Linked DNA regions of Capra hircus: region 2 is linked to region 1. The links are chromatin contacts, called in public Hi-C maps. All regions are on one chromosome and are shown on one strand. Each heading gives the region's core, a stretch centred on a gene start, on an enhancer-like site or on the middle of the called end of the contact. The rest is flanking DNA. Distances are from core to core; before and after follow the strand shown.

Region 1 (7,159 bases), core at 1,686-4,185:
GCTTAAAAGTCACACTGTATCAGCTTCTGCTGCATTTGTCAAGATGCTCACAGGCACAGCTGGTTCAAGAGAAGGGGAAATAGACTGCACATTTTTATGGGACAGTGGTAAGGTCGTGGAAGAGCATGTGGAACAGGACATACCATTGTGACTATTTTTGGAAAATAAAATATTCCACAGATCCTTACCAGTTAGGGCATCCCACGATGTATTGTTAAGCGAACAAACAGTAAAATCAGAAAAGGGTATATAATTCTATTTTTGTAAAACAGTTAATGGCAACTTGGATATGTGTGTGTACTTATGATTATATGAACAGGAAGAAGGCTATGTAAAGATAAACAGTAGGTAGTTAACTTTGGTTGCTGGGTGAGGTGGAGGGGAACGGTAAACAAAGAGAAAAAGTACACTGATGAGATTTCCCTGGTGGTCCGGTGGTCCATGCTTCCAATGAAGGGAGGCAAAGGTTATATCCCTGGTCAGGAAACTGAGGTCCTACATGCTGTGCTATGTGGCCAAATATATATATATATATCTACCTACATATGTACAAATATAAGAAAGTTCAGGTAGTAGAGATAAAAGTTTGTAGAGTGGGTGTGGTGATGTTGAATGAATATGTAGGTTATGAAGAAAAAATTTAGAACAGTGGAAGGAACTGTGATATAGACTAGATGCCATGAGCTTCTCAAGCAGCACTGGTTCTATGGAACTCATAATTAAGATTGAGGGATTTGCCATTTTATTGCCTATACTAACAGAAATAGGCTTGAGTCAAAGTGATCACCCTGTTGTCTTAAGGGAATATAGTTTGGGTTTTCTTGAAAAAGAAGTTTCTTCTCAAATTTTATATTTGCTCTATTATTTTAATAAGAATATTGTGTCAATATAATTTTTGACCTATAGGACCAATGTTTTAATAGTTAGATCCACTTTATGGTTTCAAAAAGTTTATATTTAATTGGTTATAAATGATAGTGGAAGAATTACTTTCTGATGTTTAAATGTTATCATCCCCTTGGAGTATCATTATTGCTTTCTATTCTTAGAAACACCTTATTTAGTGTTATGTCTGCACTTGTCAGCACTTACATGGTTATTAAATATCTACATCTTTCTTTCCTTCCTCTGCGTGCTTGTTTTTGGGTTTTCTACTAATCACTAGTACTCTGAAGTGGTTGGGGAGAGGAAAAGACTCTGAAAATAAACTGAAGGACTATTGCTTTGTCTGGAGTTCTTGGGTAATGCTTGTTTGCATGAGGCTGAAATCAGTGTTGAAATATAAGTCAGCCAAGGAGTTTGCTAACATACTGAATGACCTAGAGTCAAAGAGGCCAGTGCCTGAGATTGTGGGTGACAGTCTTCCTCTTAATCCTTTAAAGACGGTTTCTCTCCACAATGGTAGCAGTAATTCAAAATCGAGTATGGTATATTTGAGGACCCTATTAAAACTTTACCACTAGGGGTCAGAATTTAGCCCATGAATCCTACATGGTTTCATCAAGAGCATGCTGGTAAATAATGCTTTATGTATTTTTCCTTTGTTTTCTACTTTTGGGGAGGCTCAGAACACTAATCAGATAGGTTTGAGATTTAAAGGGAACCCCTGTAACTTTTTTATACCACATTTTAGCAACTAGATTACTTGGAGTCTTCACTCTAATCTTACTCAATGAACACACTTAGATATACCATCCCAATATAAATGAACTATGTAGTCCTGAATATTCATTGGCGGGATTGTTGCTGAAGCTGAAACTCCAATACTTTGGCTACCTGATGCGAAGAACTGACTTATTGGAAAAGACCCTGATGCTGGGAAAGATTGAAGGCAGGAGGAGAAGGAGATGACAGAGGATAAGATGGTTGGATGGCATCACCGAATCGATGGACATGAGTTTGAGTAGGCTCCAGGAGTTGGTGATGAACAGGGAAGACTGGTGTACTGCAGTCCATGGGGTTGCAAAGAGTTGGACACACCTGAGCAACTGAACTGAACTGAACTGAAATTCTAATAAGGAGCTCAGCAGACCTCATCCATTTTTTATGTTCTGATGCTCTATATATTTTCAGCTGTATCTTTTTGGCTAGATGCTACCAATGAGATCATTTCCTGTTCAATAGCTATATTGAGTTATGCATTAACTTAAATGATTGAGTTAATGTGTCATGGGTCATTTAACACAGTACAACTGTATTTCAGATATTCTCCTTTTGTTCAATGATGTCTTTCCTACTTTGGTTCCTCTTTGGTGTTTGGAAAGGGATTGAAACTAAGAAACAGGTTGTCATGGCAGTCCGAGCCTGGGTTGGAAAAGAATTCCAGACACAGAGCATTTCAGAAGGGAGTAAGTTTATAGTAAGAGCAAGGAGCAGAGATAATGAAGGCACTGCAAATGCAGGGGTCTGACCTCCTGACAGACCAGGCAGAGCAGACGCTTTTCCTGGCCAATTTTTATAGCCTCAAGACAGAAAACTCCTGGAAGGTTGGTTAGGGCACTGTAAGGTGAGTGCTGGGTGGGCATTTTTGCCTAATATGGGGTCAGAAAGCTGGCCGGGAAGGATCAGGGGGACTTTTGGCAAGGTTACAAAGGGGGCTTAGTCAGTTTTGGAGGTGACCTTGGTTCTGGTCTGTGGCCTTGGTTCAAGGCCCTAGCACCTGTGGCCTAGAGGTAGGACTCCACACAAATAATGTAAAATACGTATTTTCCATGTTGACAATTGAGAGATTTAATTGTTTTTTGGAACTTGTTTGAGGATTCAGCTTTCCTATTTCAGTGGACTCAGACTGGCATATTTTACTTGGTGTACAATTTAATGATTTTCTCATTTACGCTGGGGTTTGGCAGAGGCATCTGGATATGTTGGCCTGTCTTGCTGAGCTGCATACATAAAGGACTGGGCTTCCACTTTTCTCAGTCTGTCTTCTGACCCTGGCAAAGCCCTCCAAAATGAAGTGTCAGAGCATGCTACATTGTCCTTGTTTGCTGTGGGCCTTTCTCTGCTGCCAGGGAAAAGAGCCAGGAAAATAGGATTTAAGTTGCATGAGAAGGCTGCTAGCCCTCTGGCAAGATGAGAGTGCATCTTGTACTTTACCTACTGCTGCTGTGATTGGGGTCCCTGCTATCTTTGCCTCTAGTCTGGGTGCTAGTCCCCATGCAACACAGCCAGAGAGGCAGTCCAAGCCTGGGTTGGAAAAGAATTCCAGACACAGAGCATTTCAGAAGGAAGTAAGTTTATATTAAGAGCAAGGAGCAGAGATAATGAAGGCACTGCAAACGCAGGGGTCCGACCTCCTGACAGACCATCAAGGCTATCTGATGGCGTTTGAGTTTATCTCTGGATTGTCGCCTAAGATGTGGCTGGGTATTACGGGTTGAATAGTATTCTCCCAAGATTCACACATTTAAGTTCTAAGCCCCAGTATCGCACAGTGTGATTGTATTTGGAGGTGGTGTTTTTACAGAGGTAACTGAGTTAAAATGGGATTCTTTGGAGAGGAAGTTGGACACAGAGATATGCAGAGGGAATGTAATGTAAAGAAACACAGGGAGGAGAGGGCCCTCTGTAATCAAGAGGAGAGGGGCAGCCTCAGAAGAAATCAACCCTGCTGACACCTAGATTTTGGACTTCTGGCCTCCAGACCTTGAGAGGATAAACTTCTGTTGTTTAAGCCACTCAGTCTATGGTCCTTTGTTATGGGAGCCCTAGCAAACTATTGAGTTTAGATCAATTCAGTTCAGCTATGTTTGTTTAAGTCTGTGAGAGTGACCATTTCAACACAACCTTCTCCACAATATATATTATAATCTCCCAACATCCATAGTGGGTATTGATGTTTGATGACAAAATGAAAAAAATGATTATGTTGAATCTATGATATTTCAAAGCTAAGAATTTTTTTGTCTTTTTGCAAAAGCACCACCAAGTTCACCCTGTACATATCTCTGGGAATAGGTACAGTTGATACTTCCCTGATGTTGTCTATTTTCTTCCCCACTCCCCACCCCAGTTGCTACATATATCTAGTTCTGCTCTCACCATCAGTAGAGGGCATCCCTTGCAATCAGGCCAACTTCCCCATGAGCCCCTCATCTTCTCAGAGGAGAGGGCAGTTTAGCAAACCTGTCTGTTATCCCACCTCAGTAGATTGCTCAGATCCTGGGTGTGAACAAGTCCACAACCCCAAATTGCAAGATGAAGTTGGCTGCCGTAACTCTGGGACCTCTTTGGAAGGTACCCTATGACAACAAAGGGTCCTTGCTTAGAAAGTAGCTGGATGAGGACTCAATGTGATGATCTCTACCATGTTAGGCACTGTGGAGATATGGAATAAGAAAAGAGAGTAGTACACAGAATTGCTATACTACGGGGCACCACTATTGTGATAAATACTATGGGGAAAGGCTACAGAGAAGCATAAATTTACTCCAGGACAACCTTAAAAGGGTTCATGGAAGATGGAACACCTAAGCGGGGTTTTGCAGATGGAGCTGGAGCTAAATGTGCTCTGTTCAAGGAGAAAATGTATACAAATAACATGATGGTCAGAATATTCCCAATAACACCTTGCCTTGTAAAGTAGCCTGAAATCAGGCTACTTTAGTGAGAATACATCAGTATGAGTGGATCAGTTAGTTACTGTCAAATTGGGTTCTCACTGCATGGTGCCTGGGCTGGACTCCAGTTAAATACTCTGAATATCATTCCTATTAGCAAACCAACAATATTTCCTTTTCTCTGTGTTGTAACTTCCTCCCCTCGCCTCATCTTCCTTTTCTTTTTCCCAGAACTAATTTCAAGAAATGGAAGGTATAGATTTGAAATTTTACACATAAACTGTTCTTGATTTATTTATGATTATAAAAGCAATGAAACTTGTGAGAAAGAAACTAAAAAAATTAAAAGGACTTTCCTAGTGGTCCAGTGGTTAAGAATTCACCTGCCAGTGCAGGGGACAAGTTCAGTTCCTGGTCTGAGAAGATTCTACATGCTGAGGAGCAACAAAACCTGGGTACTACAACTACTAAGCCTGTGCTCTAGAGCCCGAGTACCACAGCTACTAAAGCCCGCATGCCCTAGAGCCTGCGCTCCCCGAGAAGGGAAGCCACTGCACGGAGCAGCCCTCACACCACAACGAAGAGTAGCCCCTGTTCGCCACAACTAGAGAAAGCCCTAGCACAGCCAAAAACAAGCAAATGAACTTATGTTTGTAGAGTTCTTGTAAAGTTTCTCACTTTAAATTATAATTAGATTGCTTTGGCTATTTGAGGTTTTTTGTATTTCCATACAAATTGTGAAATTATTTGTTCTAGCTCTGTGAAAAATACTGCTGATAGCTTGATAGGGATTACATTGAATCTATAAGATTTCATTCCAGGTTATCTGTCCAAGGAAAGTGCATACATATCCACGAAGACTTGTATGGGAATGTTTAAAACTGGAAGGTGGAAACAAATGTCCATCAACAGGTGAATGGATAAACTGTGGTATATTCAACAATGAAATACTACCCCACAACAGAAGGGATGAACTATTGATATACACAGAAACATGGATGGATATCAAAAACATAACACTGAATTAAAGAAGCCATACACAGGATACATACCATATGATTCCATTTATATGAAGCTCTACAGGAGGCAAAACTGATCTGCAGTGAAATCTGATCACTGGATGTCTGGGGTTGGGTGGAGAGAGATGATTGCAATGGGCAGAGGGAGATTTGGGGAGGGTGACAGAAACATTCTTCATATTGACTGCAGAGGTGATTACACAGACGTAGATACCTGTCAGAACTCACTGAGATTACACATTTAAAATGGGTTCATCTTGTTTGAATTTTTCACAGATGTGTATTACTTCTGTAATTTAAAAAGATTTGTTGTCCTTTTAAAACTCTTCTAACTGGTCAGGCTTGGTTAGTGACAGAAGCAGGTTTTTAAGATGCTTATATAAAAGGGATTACCATGAATAATTATATGAAGAGACTATAATCACTGAAAGTTGGCTATGAGCCACCAGATATTACTAGCATGTTTTTCTCACAAAGTTAACAATACTTCTGTCAAACTCACCTGATAGACAATTTAAAAAATTTTAAGCAATAAAATAAAATAAAATGGGCGCATCTTGTATGTAAATTATATTTCAATAAAGTTGAAAAAATATTTTACAACAACAAAAAATTATAATTAAAAAAATAATTTTAAAACTCTCCATTAATCCTATTCAAAACAAAGATCTGCTAGCATTTTGGTGATTTTCTTCTTCCAACTTTCTGCTGTGTATATAAAATAAATATTTAAATAGTTGAAATCACACCTTGCATATATTTTTGTATCCTGCATTTTACAGTGGGAAACCATGCATCTTTTTTTAACGTCATTAAAAGTCATGAGAATGGTTATAAACATATTCTGTAATATGGATTACTTAGCATAATATGTTGTCCTGTTTTTTGGACAATTAGATCTTGTTTATCTTCCCAGGAGTGGAGAGTGTATAATTTCAACAATAAAACCCTCTCAAGGTGAGGGTTCTGGTAGGCAGAGCCTACCCTGAGCTCCTTAACTGCAGGATTAAGGCAATGAGATCACTCTGTGGTGACTGGAGAGAAAATATGACAAGAGGCACTATAATAATGGCCCCATTAACTGTGACATGCCTTTTTCCACCGAATTTACTTTAATTATTCAAGCTCCTTGTGTTTGCATCTAAACTTTGAAGTCAGAGTAGATGTCACCAACAGGCAGTGTTCTGTCTTCTAGGATTTTTCTCCAGGAGGGGAGGAGGAGTCCTGGGGCAGTGACCAACTGAAGCTCAACTTTGAAAACAGAATTTGCACAGTATGGACTTAGGGTGCTTATGAAAGGAAATGGTTTCCTAGGTCCATTGGGGACTTTTAGGTGATCTGCTGTCATGCAGAGAGAAGGAAGGGACGGAAAGCCCATAGTTGTTCCTTGCTTTGCTTCTTAAGACTTCTTGCTCAACTAGAGCACAGACTTAGTGTGGAGATATCTGACTTTTTAATGTCAGACAAATTATCTCTGTCTGTCATCTGAGCTCTCATTTGTATTGTGTGGGATCTTGGCTCACCTCAAGGTTACTTATAGTTCTATTAGTTTTTTTTCCAGTCCGCACACAGGTCTTTTTT
Region 2 (7,159 bases), core at 2,033-4,532, 120 kb after region 1:
ATAGCTGAACTCCCATGTTCACTGCAGTATTATTCAGTTCAGTTCAGTTCAGTCGCTCAGTTGTGTCCGACTCTTTGGGACCCCATGAGTTGCAGCATGCCAGGCTTCCCTGTTCATCACCAACTCCCAGAGTTCACCCAAACTCATGTCCATTGAGTTGGTGATGCCATCCAGCCATCTCATTCTCTGTTGTCCCCTTCTCCTCCTGCCCCCAATCCCTCCCAGCATGAGTCTTTTCCAATGAATCAATGAAGAGCATGAGGTGACCAAAGTATTGGAGTTTCAGCTTTAGCATCAGACCTTCCAAAGAACACCCAAGACTGATCTCCTTCAGAATGGACTGGTTGGATCTCCTTGCAGTCCAAGCGACTCTCAAGAGTCTTCTCCAACACCACACTTCAAAAGCATCAATTCTTCGGCGCTCAGCTTTTTTCACAGTCCAACTTTCACATCCATACATGACCACTGGAAAAATCATAGCCTTGACTAGACGGACCTTTGTTGGCAAAGTAATGTCTCTGCTTCTGAATATGCTATCTAGGTTGGTCATAACTTTTCTTCTAAGGAGTAAGCGTCTTTTATTAGCAATAGCCAAATTATGGAGACAACCTAAGTGTCCACTGATGGATGAGCGGATAAAGAAAATGTGATATATATGTATATATATCAGATGTGTGCACAGTCATATCTGACCCTTTGCAACCCCATGGACTGCAGCATGGAATTTTCCAGGCAAGAGTACTGGAGTGAATTGCCATTTCCTCCTCCAGGGCATCTTCCTGACCCAGGGACTGAACCTGCACCTCCTGTGGCTCCTGCATTGGCAGGCAGGTGGATTCTTTACCACTGAACCGCTTGGGAAGTTCCGTGTGTATGTGTGTGTGTGTGTGTGTATGGATAATTATATTATTCAACCTTTGAAAAGAAGAAAATCTTGCTATTTCAGATTCATGTGGATGAATCTGGAAGGTATTATGCTAAGTGAAATAAGCCAGACAAAGACACATACCACATGGTATCACTTATATATGGAATCAAATAAAGAAAGTTGATTCAGAAAGAGGCTAGAATTGTGGTGGCCAGGCGCTGTGGAGTAGGGGAAATAGGAGAGGGATTAGTAAAAGTGTCAACTTTAGGTTTAAAACAAAAAGCAAACAGAAGAGGAAAAGCCTGGAGACTTCCATAGACCATAATACTAATTCCAGGGGTAAAGCTGGTGCTTTCTGTCACCAGTTGTTCCCTCTCCCAGTGAAAGTGTGGTGTGAGTGGAGTAGTGTCGATTCAGACCCCCCGCTGGGAGCCCAACTCCCTCAACATGCAGCGAGTGCACTAAGAAGTTCTGTCCATGCAAATAAGTGATGGTATGTCACCAAATGAAATATTATGCAACTCCTACAAAGAACAGATCAATTTAGGTTGATGTAGAAAGATGTCTAAGATACAGTAAGTAAAACAAGTCGTAGAACAATGTATAATGTCAAATAAACAAATATATACATATACTTCTATATTCATAGAAAATTTCTGATAGCAGTGGTTACTCTAGGAAGTGGTACTAGATAGACAAGAGAGGGAAATTTACTTTTTAATGTCCTGTTTAAATACTACATGAACAGGGAATTGCCTGGCAGTCAAGTGGCTGGGACTTGGTGCTTTCATGGCTGAGGGCCTGGGTTTAATCTCTGGTCCAGGGGGCTGGGGCCCCACAAGCCACACAACATGGCCTCCCCCCAAAAATCATAAATAGTTCAATATTTTAAAAGATGATTTTTAAATGATCAGGACTTTTGAAATCCTTTTTATGATTTTTATCCTGAGGAAATATATAGTAAATGTTTGTACCAACATCATCATGACAGCATTTATTATTATGCTGTAAGACTGGAAATAACCTAAATGTCCAGCATGAAGAGAATGGTTAAGTAAATAATGGAAAATGGACTAAGACTCTTGGGAATCCCTTGGACTGCAAGGAGATCCAACCAGTCGATCCTAAAGGAAATCAGTCCTGAATATTCATTGGAAGGACTGTTGCTGAAGCTGAAACTCCAATACTTTGGCCACCTGATACGAAGCACTGACTCATTGGTAAAGACCCTGATGCTGGGAAAGATTGAAGGCAGGAGGAGAGGAGGATGACAGAGGATAAGATGGTTGGATGGCATCACTGACTCAATGGATATGAGTTTGAGTAAACTCCGGGAGTTGGTGGAAAGGGAGGCCTGGAATGCTGCAATTCATGGGGTCACAAAGAGTCGGACACAACTGAGTGACTGAACTGAACTGATAATGCAGTCATTTACAAAATCAATTTTCTGAAAATTTTAGCCAGATGGGGAAATGCTGACACTCTACCAATGGAAAAAGCAAGCTCCATGTAAATTCAATATTAATATCATGAGGTAAAAAATGCATCGGGAGAAAAATAGCCTGGAAGAAAACATTTCCAAATGACAATAGTCATTGCCTCTGATAGTAAGATTATGGGGGATTTTTTTCTTTCTGGACCTTTGTATTTTCACATTCTTTTCAATTTTTTTGTGCAATGAGTAGGCATTATTTTGTAATGTGAGAAAAAAGGAAAGTAAAATACTGAGAAAACTATTACATGCATTCTTGGCATGAGTCAGGAGCTGAATTTTTATGTTTAAATTAGTTTCAGAAACACAGGAGTGGTTTCTAGGCAACCTGCTTGGGAAATCATGTTCCTTTCCATTGTTGCTGGAGTGTGCGTGAGTGTCTCAAAGAAAATGGACCTCAAAGATGAACCCTTGCGAAAGCAGACTCCTGTGAGGAAAAAACAAGCCTTGTCATGGAGGCTTGAGTTTCTATGACCTCAGAGACACATAGGGACCCTGTGGTTTTTTTTTTTTTCCTGGCCGACGAGTGCTTGATTTTAATGAGGATTGCCATAGGGAGGCAGAGTAGGACAGCTATTCAAGTCTCTGCAAGTGGTATGGGAAATTGGGGTGGGGAGACAGGGGCCAAAACCAATAACCGAGGTGGATGGCTTTGGATTCAAGACAGATTGCAATTCAAGACGTGACAAGACTGCCTCATCATCATGTGAGCCATTTACTATCATTATAGACAATCCTGCTGAGCCAAAGGGCTTTTAATCAGAAGAAACATTGAAAACTGGAATCGGAGCCTAGAAACCCTTGGCCCAGCCTGATGGGCTGTGGAGGATGGGCTTAGTCAAAAATGATTTTGAGCCTTAAGGGAGCCATGTTCTTTACAAAGGGTTTGTACAAGGTGCAGAAGGTGTTGTTCTCAACCCACAAGGTAGGCTTGTGGACCTCAACTACATTTTTTCAGCAAGAAAACAAAAAGCGTTCTGCTTGGTAGATGGGCTCAGCTACTTGCTCCTACACCCCCTGGTGGTGGTCTTTTGTAATTACAAAAATTAAGTAAGGAGGTAAACAGCAGGCGGGGCCTCCCAGGGGGCTCAAAGATACAGAATCTCCCTGACCATGCAGGAGACACAGGTTCCATCCCTGGGTGGGAGAGATCCCTTGGAAAAGGAAATGGCAACCCACTCTAGTATTCTTTCCTGGGAAATCCTAGGATTTCCCTAGGGGAACCTGGAGGGCTACAGTCCATGGGGTCTCAAGGAATCGGACACGACTGAGCACACAGCACGAAAAGCATTTGGAGCAATGATAGCAGTTGACTGAGGGTTACTGCCTCTGACCTCGGCTCCCTCTAGACCTCATCAGAGTCAAGGGGGAAGCTTCAGATCGGGAGATCTGGCCTCAGGAGTTACAGATCCAATTCCTAATAGAAGGAGGAACCGGAGGGCAGGAATCCTCCACAGAGGATGTGAAGTAAGGAGCCTATTCTGTCTCCAAACTTGTGAACTCATGTCCTGAATTCCCCCCAGTCATGGGCCACTGGATCTGGCCACCTGTCCTTTAAAGTGGCAGATGCCTAGAGGGAAAAGGAAAAGGGGGACTAATATATTTTCCTGCCCCACCTCATGTGGGCTTCCCAGGTGGTGCTAGTGGTAAAGAATCCACCTGCAATGCAACAGACATAAGAGACGCTCAGTGATAAAGAATCCGCCTGCCAATGCAGGAGCCGCTGGAGATGTGGGCTCCATCCCTGGGTCTGGAAGACCCCCTGGAGGAGGGCTTGGCAACCACTTGGCAGCACTCTTCCCAGGAGAATCCCATGGACAGAGGAGTCTGACAGACTGCTCTCCATGGAGTCGCAAAGACTCGGACAATACTGAGCATATGAGCACACACCTCATGTGATAGGCTTCAAGGGCAAGACCCTTCTCTTGCCATCTTTGTACTCCAGGACTTAGCACACGTGTTTGTGCAAAACGTCTGTAGTCCTGAATGATGTATGGAACCCATGAGGTAGATAACATTACCCCTGTTTTTCCAGTGAGGAAACGGAAGTGTAGAGAAGTTAAAAAATGCCCAAGCTGTGTAGCTAATAAATGGCAGAAGAGGAACTCAAACTACGAGTTCCAAAGGATCTGTTCTTTTCTTTCTACCATGATGCCCCCTCCTGCCACCTCATGCCCTCTGGCTGGTCCAACCTGTCAGGTGAAAACCCCACTGTCTCTGTCCTCTGAGTCAATCCAGCCTGGAGGCCAACGTCTTCTTCATTGTCTGAACTTCTCATTTAGCAGCGAGTCACCCCTTCAAGGCATATTCTTCTTATATTACTTGTTTAACTCTTTTACTATTATTCACTTTCCCTTAGAGGTTTGTCTTTTCCTCCAAGAAGTCCATAAGCATCTTGAAGGAAGAAGTAATTTATTCATTCTTCACTAAACTGTGCCCAGCATTCAGTAAATATCTGCAGGAAGAATGATTTTAGCAGCAGAGTTCTGGTCAAAACATAACCTCCCAGGGCTCATTGGTACTAGGAAATTAGCAAATGATTTTAATTTTTATCTGAAAACATTCTTATCAAAACACCTAATTAATTGACTTTTTACTGCCCCACCCTACACACACTGAGGGGCTAACTGCCTAAGATAAGTTAAATCCAGATCTCTTTTTCTAGGAACTTGGCATCTTGAGCACACGCGTAGCTGTGCTGTTGCAACACTGGATTTGGGTCAAAGGTGGAATCTAAATTCAAATTCACCTCTTCCATTCTAACTGGAATCTGTTGGTTCCCAGGCCAGATACAGGATTCTGCTCCAACAAGCTGTGACACAGGTGGTCCTGGGAACAAGTAGCTGGCTTCCCTGCCAGATGCATTTATATCCAGAGTTGTTTTGCCTTCCTCTTACTGCTGCCCTCCAGGGAGCCAAACCTGGCACAGGTACACACATAGTCAGGTTAAGATCCAAAGCGCTCAGCCCTCAACATCCTCCCACGGTGGACAGCAGGCAGCACCAGTCCTCAGGGGAAGCAGGCCAAGACTGCCAGGGGCAAGTGTGGTGTGGGAGGGTGTCAGCTGGCATCCTGACAGGCTCTGGCCTCTCCAGTCACATACTTCATGAACATTTATTGGACACTTCTTGTTTGCCAGACACTGGGGATACAGTGACAAATAGGGCATTTGAGAGGTGTTAGTCTAACACGTATCCATTGCAAACAAACAACTGGATACAGGTTAGATTAGAAGTGTGTGTGAGACAGTGATAAGAGAACAGACTCTGTAATTTCAATACCTTTAGATCACGACACTTTTGCACCCCATTTTATGTCCCTGAATATGTTCTGGTGTCTCCTAGCTTATAGTCTATGGAAACTTGATTAAGATCACGACACTTTTGCACCCCATTTTATGTCCCTGAATATGTTCTGGTGTCTCCTAGCTTATAGTCTATGGAAACTTGATTAGAATTTGTATCCTACTGTTGTGTGAAAATTGTATAAATCTTAGTTATGTTGAATTGGTTCATGGTGCTCTTCAGGTCTATCCTATCCTTCTACTTTTCTGTATATTCATTACTGTGTGAGAGTTTGATATTGAAACTCCAACTAAGAATCTGAATTTATCTTCTTAAAAAATGATTGTAATATATAGTGGAACTGTAAAAAAAAAAAAAAGAAGAAGAAAAGAAAAAAAGAGAGAGAAAAAAGTGTGAGAAACCTCAAGAACACAGAGGGAATAGTACAGAGTTCTGCCCCAGGAGGCTGGGAAAACCTTCATTGATTAGGTGATTCTCAAAATGTCTTGAAGGAGAAGTTGTTCCTGGTTGGGTGAGGCAGGATGAGGGCTCCAGGCTGAGGAACAATACGGACAACAGCATAGAGGCGACAAGGAATGTAGGGAAGGCGCCTCGGTATCAACACTGGGTGGGATGACCCAAGGTGAGAATACGAAGGTCCTCTTCGGCTTAAGGCAGGTCTCCATCCTATGGATGGTGGGAGAATGTGGAAGGATTTCAAATGGTGAGGAGCTGTAACAGAGATTTCAAAATATCTATGTAATGACAATGAGGGTTTCCCTGGTGCCTCAGATGGTGAAGAATCTGCCTGCCATGCGGAAGACCTGGGTTCAATCCCTGGGTCGGGAAGACCCCCTGGAGAAGAAGGGAACGGCAACCCACTCCAGTATTCTTGCCTGGAGAATGCCATGGACAGAGGAGCAAGGTGGGCTATGGTCCTCAGGGTTGCAAAGAGTGGGACAGGACTCAGCCTCTGACACGTTCACTTTCAATGACCATGTGGGGCTAGAGGAGGCAGAGCCTGAAGCAGAGGGCCCAGTGATCACAGGCGGCCAGGCCACACCAGCCTGTCTGTGCCAGGAGAGATAAGAGGGGCGCTGTGGCCTTAGCTGATGGGACTGAGGAAGCCTGGCTAGTGACAGGAAGGCTATGGTGGTTTTTGCGGGGAGTCTAGGACATGCCCAGTCTTGGCATGGGGAGATGGGAATGGTGGCCCCATTCACCAATCAGGAACACATGGTGGAGGTCAGGGAAGAAGAGCAGGGTAGTGGGTGAGTTAAATTTTGACCGCATCTAAATTGCATGTGGGACCTCCAAGCAGAGCTGCCTAGGAAGTGGTTGGTATGTGGCAATCCGAGCTCCCGGAAGAGGCTGGTTTCTGATGGTAGAGGCTGGATCAGGCTTCTGTGTCTGCAGACATTCAATAAACATTGTTTTGAGAAGCTAATTAATGATTACAGGGCACTGGGAGAATAGAACGATGTTGCAGTGTAAATGTGGATGCTCTTACAGTAA

The links. A called contact is a pair of places that touch in the nucleus more often than the background predicts.
Region 2: a contact with region 1 is called in a Hi-C map of blood, with 4 times the contacts expected there. The contact joins two enhancer-like sites. A contact is called at or near these places in 3 of 5 Hi-C or Micro-C datasets (all in blood).

The regions. Positions count from the first base shown.
Region 1 is chr6:59,771,281-59,778,439 of ARS1.2, forward strand. No RefSeq gene overlaps it. Among named protein-coding and RNA genes, the nearest start is that of RHOH, 22 kb to the right of the region's middle. Within about 2 kb of position 2,936, at least 1 of the 5 cell types and tissues checked has an H3K27ac peak or open chromatin away from gene starts, as enhancers often do.
Region 2 is chr6:59,887,604-59,894,762 of ARS1.2, forward strand. No RefSeq gene overlaps it. Among named protein-coding and RNA genes, the nearest start is that of CHRNA9, 16 kb to the right of the region's middle. Within about 2 kb of position 3,283, at least 2 of the 5 cell types and tissues checked have an H3K27ac peak or open chromatin away from gene starts, as enhancers often do.